Regions from separate parts of the Drosophila melanogaster genome. Here region 1 is linked to region 2. Evidence: chromatin contacts called from public Hi-C data. All regions are on one chromosome and are shown on one strand. Each heading gives the region's core, a stretch centred on a gene start, on an enhancer-like site or on the middle of the called end of the contact. The rest is flanking DNA. Distances are from core to core; before and after follow the strand shown. Region 1 holds the start of pho (pleiohomeotic). Region 2 holds the start of unc-13 (unc-13,).

The links. Hi-C and Micro-C count contacts between places; a contact is called where the count stands out from the background.
Region 1: a contact with region 2 is called in a Hi-C map of the Kc167 cell line, with 4 times the contacts expected there. The contact joins the promoter of pho here to the promoter of unc-13 in region 2. A contact is called at or near these places in 7 of 107 Hi-C or Micro-C datasets (the Clone 8 cell line, the Kc167 cell line, the S2 cell line and 2 more).

Annotation. Positions count from the first base shown.
Region 1 is chr4:1,177,387-1,183,045 of dm6, forward strand. pho (pleiohomeotic) reads right to left here and starts at 4,242. Exons shown (of 7, transcript NM_166827.2): 1 at 4,204-4,242; 2 at 3,662-3,895. The coding sequence starts at 3,752.
Region 2 is chr4:910,589-916,550 of dm6, forward strand. It overlaps unc-13 (unc-13,), which reads right to left and starts at 1,743. Exons shown (of 28, transcript NM_001297788.1): 1 at 1,599-1,743. It overlaps eIF4G1 (eukaryotic translation initiation factor 4G1), which reads right to left. Exons shown (of 16, transcript NM_079901.4): 13 at 5,533-5,679; 14 at 5,249-5,471; 15 at 5,029-5,130; 16 at 4,709-4,965. The coding sequence ends at 4,904.

The sequences.
Region 1 (5,659 bases), core at 2,992-5,491, 270 kb after region 2:
AAGGGCATATTTTGTCAAATTTACAATGCATGAGCATAGTGTGCACACATACAGATGTCTGCTATCACTTTGTGCGTTGAAAAGAGCTGTTCGCTGTAGCGCTCTTCGCTCTCTCGCTCTCTAACAAAAATTCGAGAGAGCCTGGAGCCACCTCTAGAGCCATGTGCCAAAAAATCGTATGGCGTTACGCATCTTGTTTGCCTCAAGCCTCTGGCGCAGGCTCTTGAGATTCCCCACCAATGATGTTTTGCATTGTAGTCTCCACCTGCATAAATATGCCACCAAGTGTTACAAAAAGTTACTCAATATAAGCTTTTATCAACCGCTCGCTGGGTGGGTAAGTAACTGTTCCCTCTGAGGTCTGCAGCTGCACGCTCGCTACCTGCCGGTCGTTGGTTGAGATTGGGGGTTGGGGACAATGATTCAAGGAAGAGTGCACTATGACAGTGGCTCCACCTCTGCTGTTTCCACTGGCGTCGTAGGTGGAGTAACCACGTAGAGAGATACGCTGTCCTTCCCGCACGTTTGTTTCGGTGGCAAGCATGATATCAATATTTTGCATCCTAAGGAAAAGCTGAAGCTCCTCAGAGTTTCTAGCTAGTTCTCGTGCGTTCCACAATCCGATTTTTATTATTGGTTGGGTCATTTTGACGTCCGTGATATGAAGATCTGAACCAGTTCTCTAAAAACCTTTTTTGATTCTACAGTCTCCTCAATTAGTTTGAAGATTTTGTCCATTCTCGAGTTTATATCCTGGATGGCGCTTTCCAGCGAAACTTTTTTCCAAAGCCTAAGTCTTGTGGTGAGTTTGGATCACTGTGGTGTTGGTGAGTCGCAAGTGAACCAAATTTAGGGCCTTTGGCCTGTACAATATCGGCGGTTGAAATATTGCTTCTGATGGCCTCAGCCGGAATGAATCCGTGAGTAAAGCTTTCACCTTTTTCAGAGCTGACAGTGTTGCCATGAGCAACAAAAGTAGGGAGCCTTGGGTTATTTCCAATTCTGACAGGACAGTTTTTGTCAGTTACAGCATGATCACCACCGCAGTTGATACACAAATAATTATCCCTCGTGCATAGCGTAGAGCCAGTTGCGTGGGGCCCAGCACGCTTGCCACAGATTGAACCCCGGAGACAATAGTTTTTGGAACGCCCAAAAATATGGCATCTCAGACATTGCAGCACTTCTTGCCTGCGAACAGCTAGCTTGGGTGGTTATGGTGTTGGTAACATTGGTGTTACTACTAGTTGTCAACTTCGCAAGCTCGAGAGATAACAATTGAGGGGCTTACAAAGCGTCGGCTTGGTTGAGCTTATCTATGATAAGTAACGTAATTGTCTGTCACCACTGCTGTGCATTGGATAGAAATAGAAATTGTGCGCGTGCACAGTACGATTGGAAGAGTTGTTGATGTGTTACAACAAACAGACTAGACTATCGCGATCGTCCGTATGCAACGAAGGCTAGGCAGAGACTGGGCATCATTGAATGGGTCCAAAAAAAATTCTTAATGTTTGCCTTGTGGGTCCTATTCCTCATTCCAGTAGACTAATTCTAATTCAGTTACCCTCCCTAGCTAACCGTAGAACGATGCTTGGAACAGTCTTTATTAGTAAGTTTACGAGTAGTACGATACGAGTAGTCCCGACCTGGTTTTTCGGCGAAACTTCTCTGTTCCAAGTATATTCACTAGAAACTACATACCCTTAATCTTAAATCATTCTGTATGTTCATGTTATGTTCTGACTATAATAGACGTAATCCTATTATCTGTAATCTTTACTCTCTGCCGCTCTTACAGCAATCAATTATAACTTTTTTAACACATAATTAGATCTTACTAATATTACACTTATACTTTGTTGTTTTATTTATTTCCTCGTTTCTGGGCTCTTTAAAATTTTATTTATTGCATTGTCCTTTTAAATATGCAAATCAACTTAATCAAATTCACTTTTTAATTTTTATTTCGTTAAACAACATCAGACAACTCTATTCTAATAAACACCATAAAAAAGTAAATGTCCATTCTACAAAAGTAAAATAAAAGTCGCTCACGAAAGAGAGGGAGGGATCAGGGAAAATATTTCAATGAATTCAGCTGTATATTGATCCTCTAAAGAAATAATTCTTTCAAATTTGGAAACTAGTTTACCTAGAAACGGACAAAAAGTGTATATAATGTATATACTTTATAACGTAATTAATACTTTATAAATATTGAACAAGTACAGGCAGACAATTTCGGGTAAAGGCGATTATATCAGTGTAAGCAAGCATGCACAGCATGTTGATATTTAAATCTATGAACAAAGGAGAGAAAATGTTCGAGTTCTCCGACTATCAGATACCCATTACGCAACTAGTGGAGAAAAATAATCAAATAGCAGTCTTGAGCGGATTTGTCTCTGAAATCTGCATGCTTAATCTCAACTTTCTAGCTTATTTAGTTCCTGAGATCTCGACATTCATACTGCCAGACATATCCAGTTCGACTTGGGTAGTTCACTGGATCAAAAATATATATACTTTATAGGGTCGGGAACGCTTCCTTCGGTTGCCATTGTTTTTCGAAACCCCTTTTACTTTGCGAGTTTAAGAATACTTATATAGCGTGATAAATTTTCAACCAAATTAGCTACTATATTCTCTATACAAAATTATTTGCGCAGCTAATTAAAAATACTTTAAATTAAAATTCTATGTCTTCAAAAGCACATTAGGATATCCGCAAATCCGTACATATCCATATAATATTCTTTAAATCTTTAAGCCAAAAGCGAAAAGGTAACGGGTCTTGTGCGCAACACCATCATGGAACTGGGAGATCTACGGCACACTAAACTAACGCTCACAAGGGTATAAGGACTCTGCAGTTTAGCAATTAAAGAACGATGTGAGTCAGATGGGAATCAGAATAACAGCTTTGATTGTGGACAGTCATGCGGCATATTAACATTTCAAGCGAACACTAGCAAGAGCGTGCCTGTGAGCAACACCATTATTGAACTTGAACGTCTACAGCACACCCAAACTAACGCTTACATGGGTACCCGGCGTCTCCGCCATTACAGGTAACTCACGAGAGATGAGGATTAGCCTCACACCCGTCAACACTGTGTTTTGAGTGATAGTCTTCCGAGTCTTGCCTCCTTTGGAAAAACCTTAACCTAACATATTACTGAACAATCTGATGATACTTCATTTCTTCGATGCCAAGGCGCTTAAAAGCTGACATTAACGATCTGGGCTTGGCTTAAAAATGTTAGTATGGCGGCTTAAACAATATTAAAATTTTAGTTTTGACAGTTTTTGAAGGTTTGTGGGCGTTGGAGTAGAAGTGGTAATTTTCTCTAGAATGTGCATGCTTTATCTTAACTTTCACATCTTTTATTTAGTTCCCGAGATCTCAACGTTTATACGGGCAGATCGACTTGGCGCTAGTGATCATGAGTAAGAATACTGTGGTCGATTCCTTCTACATACTTTTCAACGAATCTAGTATACCCTTTTACTCTAGGACTAACGGGTATAACAAGTAAATATGTTTATATTTTATGCTTCATTAAACAGTATTTTGTTGTTACGCTTTATAAAAAAGTGCTTTGTTGCTATAATTCGATTTTCAAAACATAGACATGCCTGTAAAATCCGAACTTACCTTCATTCATTTTCTGATTGACTTTTGTGTTGCCTATATCTTCATCGTACTGTTCACTTTGAAGAATAATTCCAAAACGTTCGTATGCCATATTTACAATACTATAATCCACATACGCATGAGTTTAAAGTTAGTATTAAAGCATTTCAAATGCCAGGATAATTGTAGGCACATGTGTTAGGTAAGATTTGTATGTTTCCTGAGCGTTGCATTCCCTGAGGCTATTTGATGTATCTGAAAGAACAGCATTTTTACTGCCATTATTCCATATGTAGGCAATATAAGACATGAATATAATATCACGGATGATTGATACGTACACACACAGAATTAATAATTGTCATATTTAAGTAGGGAACATAATATACATTAAATATGACAAACGGTTCTCTAAGAAAATGTAGTGAATATGTTAAAAAAATTCTGATTGAAATAATACGAAAGATTAATTAAACGCCACATAAATTTAATGATAGTCGAATTGTTTCACTAAAAGCCGAGGAAAACAAAAGAATTCAAGTAATTTTTATAAAACGCGATACCAAATGACTCAAAATATTGAAAAGGTTATTCTGCTTGTTTGGCATGGGTATTCGATGCCTAAATATTTGGGTTTTTTGCAACATACTAAACTTTAGTATTTTTTTACAACGCAAAATATATCTTGATTCCACGTCGACTAGCTTCTAAATATAGAACAAGCTGGCTGTAATCTCTGTAATTATATCGGTATAGCTTGAAATATACATGCAAAACATAAAATTAAATAATACTACAAATTTGTAAACCGATATGAATTAAATTTTTCATATGCTTAAAGAAAATCCTATCAAAGAATGTGTATATTTTTCTATTAGTTTTAGTGATAAATAAAGTTCATATGATACGGTCCACAAATACATTTCGAAAATGTGGAAATGGAATCATCCTCATTTCGGAAAACGAGTGCAATCATGCTATAACCAATTTCCCATCGTTAACAAAGCTTAACATGAGACTGGAACAGATTTAAAAGAGGCAACTGTTAAACGAAAGGGGAAAGTTTCTACTGCGTGGGATCAGGCACCGATGGTTCAACATCTCTACTGATCTTGTGTTCTGCTGTAGATTTGAAAAAGCGCCAATTCTGCCAATCCTTGTGTTTTGTGCTGATGTAAGAGATGCCAAGCATGCACAGCGATAATTTATAGTCAATCATGCTCCTGTAATTTTTATTTTTTATTTCGATTTGGGCAAAATCTTTTGATTTCGTTTTTAGCTGTTTTGGTTTTCGCAAAATTTTTGCTATCGGAATGTTTTGTAAACATTAAACAGCTGTTCAAGCTGTTTTCCAGACCATAGAGCGGACACCTTTTTTTACAGTTTTAAGTCCGACGTTCGCAATTACTTTGTTATTGCACTTTGACATTTAAGTAATAAAAATACATTTAATTAAATACATACAACTCTTTTGGCCATTCCTGAAATTCATTAATGAATTCTTTTATATTTTATAAGTATTTTTACCTGCCTGTTTCGTTTTACCAACAGTATGGCAGCCTTCGCAATAAATATTGGGAACGTACTTCTCCTTTGCTAATCCCCTTGCTAAATCGAAAATATTTGTTGCTGACGGCAAAATGTTGTTTGTCAAATCTGAGGTGGGGTCGGAAATACATTTTTTGTATAATAACGCATTGGCAGAATGATCTTGTGGTGATTTGGAATTAACATCGATAGACCACTGAATAAAATATTTTTTCCTTAGTTAATAAGATCTGATTTGATAGATATATGTATGTATAACAGGCATTTACTTTTAATTTCGCCCAGACAAAAGTAAAATTCTTACGAATTCGATTACCAGAGAATGTCAATATTGACCGTCACCAAAAAAGTGACTGCATTGTGCTAAACCAACGTATGGTCGTTACCAATCATGTTATTCTAATGTCTTTGATTTGACTCTGTTAATAGAGATTGAGAAATATCGATGATGGCGGACATCGATGTTTTTGG
Region 2 (5,962 bases), core at 493-2,992:
ACTATTTATGACCACTCGATCGGACCTCAGTCAGCTGCAGAGGCTGTTCGTGCCTCTGCCGCAGCGCTCGACAGAATTTTACCGCAATATTACAATTTCATCAGAATATGAAATCACAGAAGGAATTTCTGGAATGCGAAGAGTCGCGCTCCGACACGGCCTTCCTAACCTTTCACACGTCCTCGTGTGCCTAATCCACCAATCAAGTCCAAGTCACACAACTTCGTCAACTTAAGAACAATTAATGACAACAAGTAATAATCAGTAAATATTTAATTGACAATTCATCTCATGACTGATTTTTCTTTTACAAAGACATCTCCAATTTACATATCAAAACTTCAAACTATTTACATTTTCCATGACTTTAATTTCTCATAATAACATTGGCGTGTCTTCTCTCACACCCAATCTCTTGACCCCCGCCATAACACTTCTCGTCCCTGCGAGTTAGCTGTTATAGTGCAGTCATCATCACTTGACCCCCCCCCCCCCCCATAACACTTCTCGTCCCTGCGAGTTAGCTGTTATAGTGCAGTCATCATCACTTGACCCCCGCCATAACACTTCTCGTCCCTGCGAGTTAGCTGTTATAGTGCAGTCATCATCACTTGACCCCGGCCATAACACTTCTCGTCCCTGCGAGTTAGCTGTTATAGTGCGGTCACACGCCATTCTATTCATAACGTTCGCCAAATGTTTCCCTTCTTGGGACACAGATGCACGATCACTAGTGCCATCTTTAAACTCTTTTCTCTCTTGGGACACAGATGCACGATCACTAGTGCCATCCTTCAACTCTTTTCTCTGTTGGGAGTCACCATTACATTCATGCGAATATTTATATGTTCGCTTGATAACTAACGACTTCAAATTGTGTCGATGACCATCTAGTACATTAATCACTCGATGATACTTCTCACTTAACACATGACCTCATACCGAACTACTCTACATCCTTTCGCATGTTTTCCTTGCTTGTACGCTTATTTGTTTTCAACCTGCCCATTTTCTCTGCTGGCATCTGTAGCTATTGAAAACAACTCAATCCTGTTTGTTGAACAAAGCTCACGGAACTTGTTTGCTGACAAAGCTTCTGCCTTGATCCACTATGATGCGACTGGGAGCTCTAAGGAAAGACATACTTGACTCTTCTATAGAATCCGCTGGCCATGTCTAAAACAAATGAAAAAAATATTTACCACACCGCAAACGATCTATTTGATCCAAAATCTGTAGCAATGGAAACTGAGTCGCTATGGGCGCCCTTGAACACTTTTATTTTTATTACTTAAACGAATTTTCAATGCGCCTTATTTGGTATTCCAGTTACGAAACTATCGGCATACTTTTCCAATATATTTCTTAATTTACATTTATCATTATCGCTTACTTCTATATTGATGTCAAAGAGTATTTCCAAACTATTCTCATGTGCATTATTTTGAACGGCTTTGATAACTTTGGATTTGTACATACTAAATTTATTAGATTTAATCAATAAAACGAAACCAATATGTTAATTTGTTACTTAATTTATTTTAATTTTATTAAAGAACATTCGGCGTCCGAATCAAAAAAAAATGGAAAGGGCTCACCCAATTGAAAAACACAGTCCACTTGGCTCACTTAGTTTCGCACACGTCAACTCGCTTTTCGATGTATTTGTTGTGGCCTTTGGGACATACAGACGCCACATGTCCCATTTCGTCGCATTTAAAACATTTTATGTTCGAACGATCTTTTAACCCAGGCGTGTTGCTTTCGCTGTAGTTTCTTCCTTTTGTGTTTGATGTACCTTCCTTTCGAGCACGGCATTCGGCGAATTTGTGGCCGGCTTTCCCACAAAAATGGCACATGGTCTGCAACTGCATTCTTAACTTTTTTTCTGGGCCAGAATCATCTTCGTTGTTACGTTTCTTGAAGGCGTAAGCTTGCAGTTGTTGCTGAAGCTCATTGCGCGTAGCCACATTAGTCGTAAACACCCAACGTAACAAATTATTATCGATTTGTGCCATGTGAGCCAACGCTACCGAAACCGCAATCTCCTCCAAATCCTTGGCCTTCCACTTAGACAGCAACAAGGTGACAATGCGACTTCCATACTGGGCAAAGCTCTCTCCATGTGTTGGACGTCCGTTCAAAACGTTCATCAAAATAGCAGCCGACGTCTCCATTCCTACGAATCGCTGTATGAACAGTTATTTAAATTGCGGCCACGTGATGCCAGCGAAGCATATCTGCGACAGCCATTGCGATGCACTGCCTTCTAATGCTTTGCTTAACGCTATTACGAGTGCACTGCCTACAAGCGCATTATCTGCAAAGATTAAATCCACGGTGGTGCACCATGCAGATGGATCTGCTCCAGCGCTGTCAGCGCAGAATTTTGGCAGTGTGACGTGCAAGGACTTTTCATTTGACGCCGATGCTCTCGGTGCGTGCATGGTTCTTATTATTTCCATGAGGTTACGGTTTTGTGCCTCCAACGCAGCCATATACTGATCAGATCTGGTCTCTCGTGGCGAAGGCGATCCCACTTCTGATGTCGGCGAAACAGGAGTCTCATCCATATTATTTATTCACTTCGCGATTTTGTGCGTCAGCGCAGCAAGTTCCGATCGACGTCAGCAGTCAAACTTCACTGAAGGGATCTTCTTACATGTCCCTTCTTCATCATATTCTCTAATGGCTATACACACTGGCGTGTGCCACATTGTCATCTCTCTCTAACACACTATTTATGACCACTCGATCGGACCTCAGTCAGCTGCAGAGGCTGTTCGTGCCTCTGCCGCAGCGCTCGACAGAATTTTACCGCAATATTACAATTTCATCAGAATATGAAATCACAGAAGGAATTTCTGGAATGCGAAGAGTCGCGCTCCGACATATATTTATTGTATGCCCAGATGAAGAATACACATACCTTTAAGGGCTTTCTTCTACCTGTTACATGCTTTTTAAAAAATTACTAGATTCGTTTTCCACATGTGAAATTTGATTGTTTTTAATAACAATTCGCAAAAAAACTTACACTGTTCTTCGGATGTCTCTTCCCCAGGGTGAATTAACCCAAAAGGCAAAGCTCGTAACATAAAAATGGATACCACCGAATGGCCAATCCAAATCTTGAGTATGTGTTGTATTTTCTCCCCAAATTAGCTTAAATTCGCGACACAATATAGGTACGGCAGGACGAAGATGACATTTCCGACTCGCGGTTCTGACTCCCGGATCAACTTACAATATTCAAGCGAACGATTTAAAACATGTATTTAATAATACATACATACATTTTGTGTTTCAGCAACGCAAAATAACACTAAATTATTTATAAATTTCAGTCTATTCAAAACGAAGCCATATATGTATATATATATATAATATTATGCAAAACTGCATACAAACTGGATACAATTATCGCGTTTAATTAAAGAATCAAAATTTTACAGTATAGCTTGCCTTATCTAAAATGAGATTTTTGAATAAATAAATTTTTTGCGAGAACGCGTTCGAGAAATATATTAAATAGAAATTTATTTGTATAATAGGGGGCAGAGGAGGAGAATTTAAAAATGTGCCACACAGTGTCGGCAATTCCCATCCATTTTCATTGAGCTACCTTCGTCGTCTCCAAAATTTTCGCACCACAATTCGTAAGTAAGCCTTCGAAAACTGGTGGTGTTCTTCAGTGCAAGATCTGTTCTTACCATTAAATGACCATGAATAGGCACCGTGGTCATGATACTCTGAATACTCAACACCTAGAGAGCTGTAGTTTAAATGGTTTTAGGTTGCACATATGCATGCATCAGTCAGTGGTCGCTGAAATATTCAACTTAATGTTATCTCTTAAATTTCAATTTAAATTGATCATTGCAGTATGTTTTGTCTAAAATATAGCTACACTACACAACAAACAAGAGATATCGATAGATATTGGGGAATGAAATGAGAAAACATTTTCAAAGGTGTGGGCGTGACCGGTTTGGCGGCTTGTAGGCGTTAGAGTGGGCGTGGTAACATGTGGCAACAAACCTGCGCTGTCTCTAGAACCTGTATACTGAATCTTAACCTTCTAGCTTTTATAGTTCCTGGGATCTCGACGCTCATTCGGACAGACTGACATGGCCAGATCCACTCGGCTATTGATCCTGATCAAGAATATATATATTTTATATAGTCGGACATGCTTCCTTCTGCCTGTTATACACTTTTCAACGAATCTAGTATACCCTTTTACTCTACGAGTAACGGGTATACAAATGCATGCTAAATAAAGAACAACAAGGCCTCAGACCTGATCGCCAAAGTAAGAGCGTTCACTGGGCGTCATAAGTCCGAACTTTAATTAGAATAATTCTATATATTAAACTGTTCTCGAAAGCGATTCGGATAAACTATCGTGTATGCGTTTCTGCCGAAACGCTTATTTTCGTGCCATATATGGCCATATAAAATTAAAAATTTCTAAATCAAAGTATTTTAATTTTGTGATGGTATTAAAAAATATAATGTTTATGTAAAAATTCTTTATAGTTTCATTTGTACGGCCTTTGAACGGAAATTCTAAAATATTCGAAACATTCAAGATTAAATTATTTAACAAGTCTGAAAGAAATTGAAAAATTAGATTATTTTTTTAACCTTCTTAAGAAAGCTCTCAATAATATGAGAAGTAACGAGTTATAACTATATTTTTTTAGGTTCGCTTTATTTTACATATGTTATACACTTTTATATTGTTGCATATACTTTTAATGCATGAACCAGAAGCATAGCGTTATTAAATAAGTCCATATCGAAATCGTATATACTTTTAATGAACTTTCTTCACCCTCCAACTCTGTATTTAATTTTTTTTTTACAAATTTTAAAAGTTATGCTGTTTAGGTCACTTTTAGTTGGCATCATCGTTTAACAACGAGTTAAAAAAAGGATTAAGACTTTTTACAGCAACGCCTAAAAATATAGGAAAAAAGTCATTATATTTAGGCCACCTAAAAAGTGGTTTAAGAAATTTACCCTTGCCAGCAGACTGATCCTTTGAATCTCGCCACTTACAAAGCGATTCCTTCTGTATTACAAAGGCATCATATAGCTCGCCAATTAGTTCACTCAGCAACCCTAAAATGTATCATTAGAATTTATTGAGAATTATGGCCTTTCAGTTAAAGAAAACATTGCGTGATATTAGACAGTAATACGAAACGATAATACACATTTTAGAGTTTAAAGTCCTTACCTCTTGGATGCTCCAATCCATGAACTAAAAGCTGCAAAGTATATAAACATTCAAGTTGGTGGTCTTCATTAGAATCAATGTATCTCTGCAAAACCGGTATGCAAAACTTTTGAAAGGTTTCGGACTCAAGCTTGTAACTGTTGTCCTTGTAGTGAATCGAGAAATTACTCAATGTTTCCGTCAATCCTCTGATAAACAACTTATCAACCACCATTATATTTCCCTACAGAAATGTAAGTGAATTTAAAATAGATAAACAAAAATATTTGAACTCAACTCCTTACGTTACTATAATCAATAATGCAGTCCGCCGTTGTTCCTTCCTTTAGTAAGTGCTCAATATGGTCTATCACATTTTTAACGTGCTTTTCTGGAGTCTCTCTATGATCAATCACTGGCGACTTTGATTCGTTTTCCACATATTCCAGTCTCTGTAAATAATCCGTCAGAAAATGTATAAGATATGTAAGGAACAAAGTGTCGAATTAGTCATGCACACGAGTTTTCGTCTTTACATTTTATTTCTAAGACTTTCTGATGTTCACTTGTTGTATGGGTTACTCGTACATTAAAAGGGTATACTACAAGGGTATACTACAAAAGGAAGAAACAGGCAGAAGAAAGCGTTTCCGACCATATAAACTATATATATTCTTGATCAGGATTAAAAGCCGAGTCCATCTAGCCAACGTCTCGATCTCAGGAAATATAAAA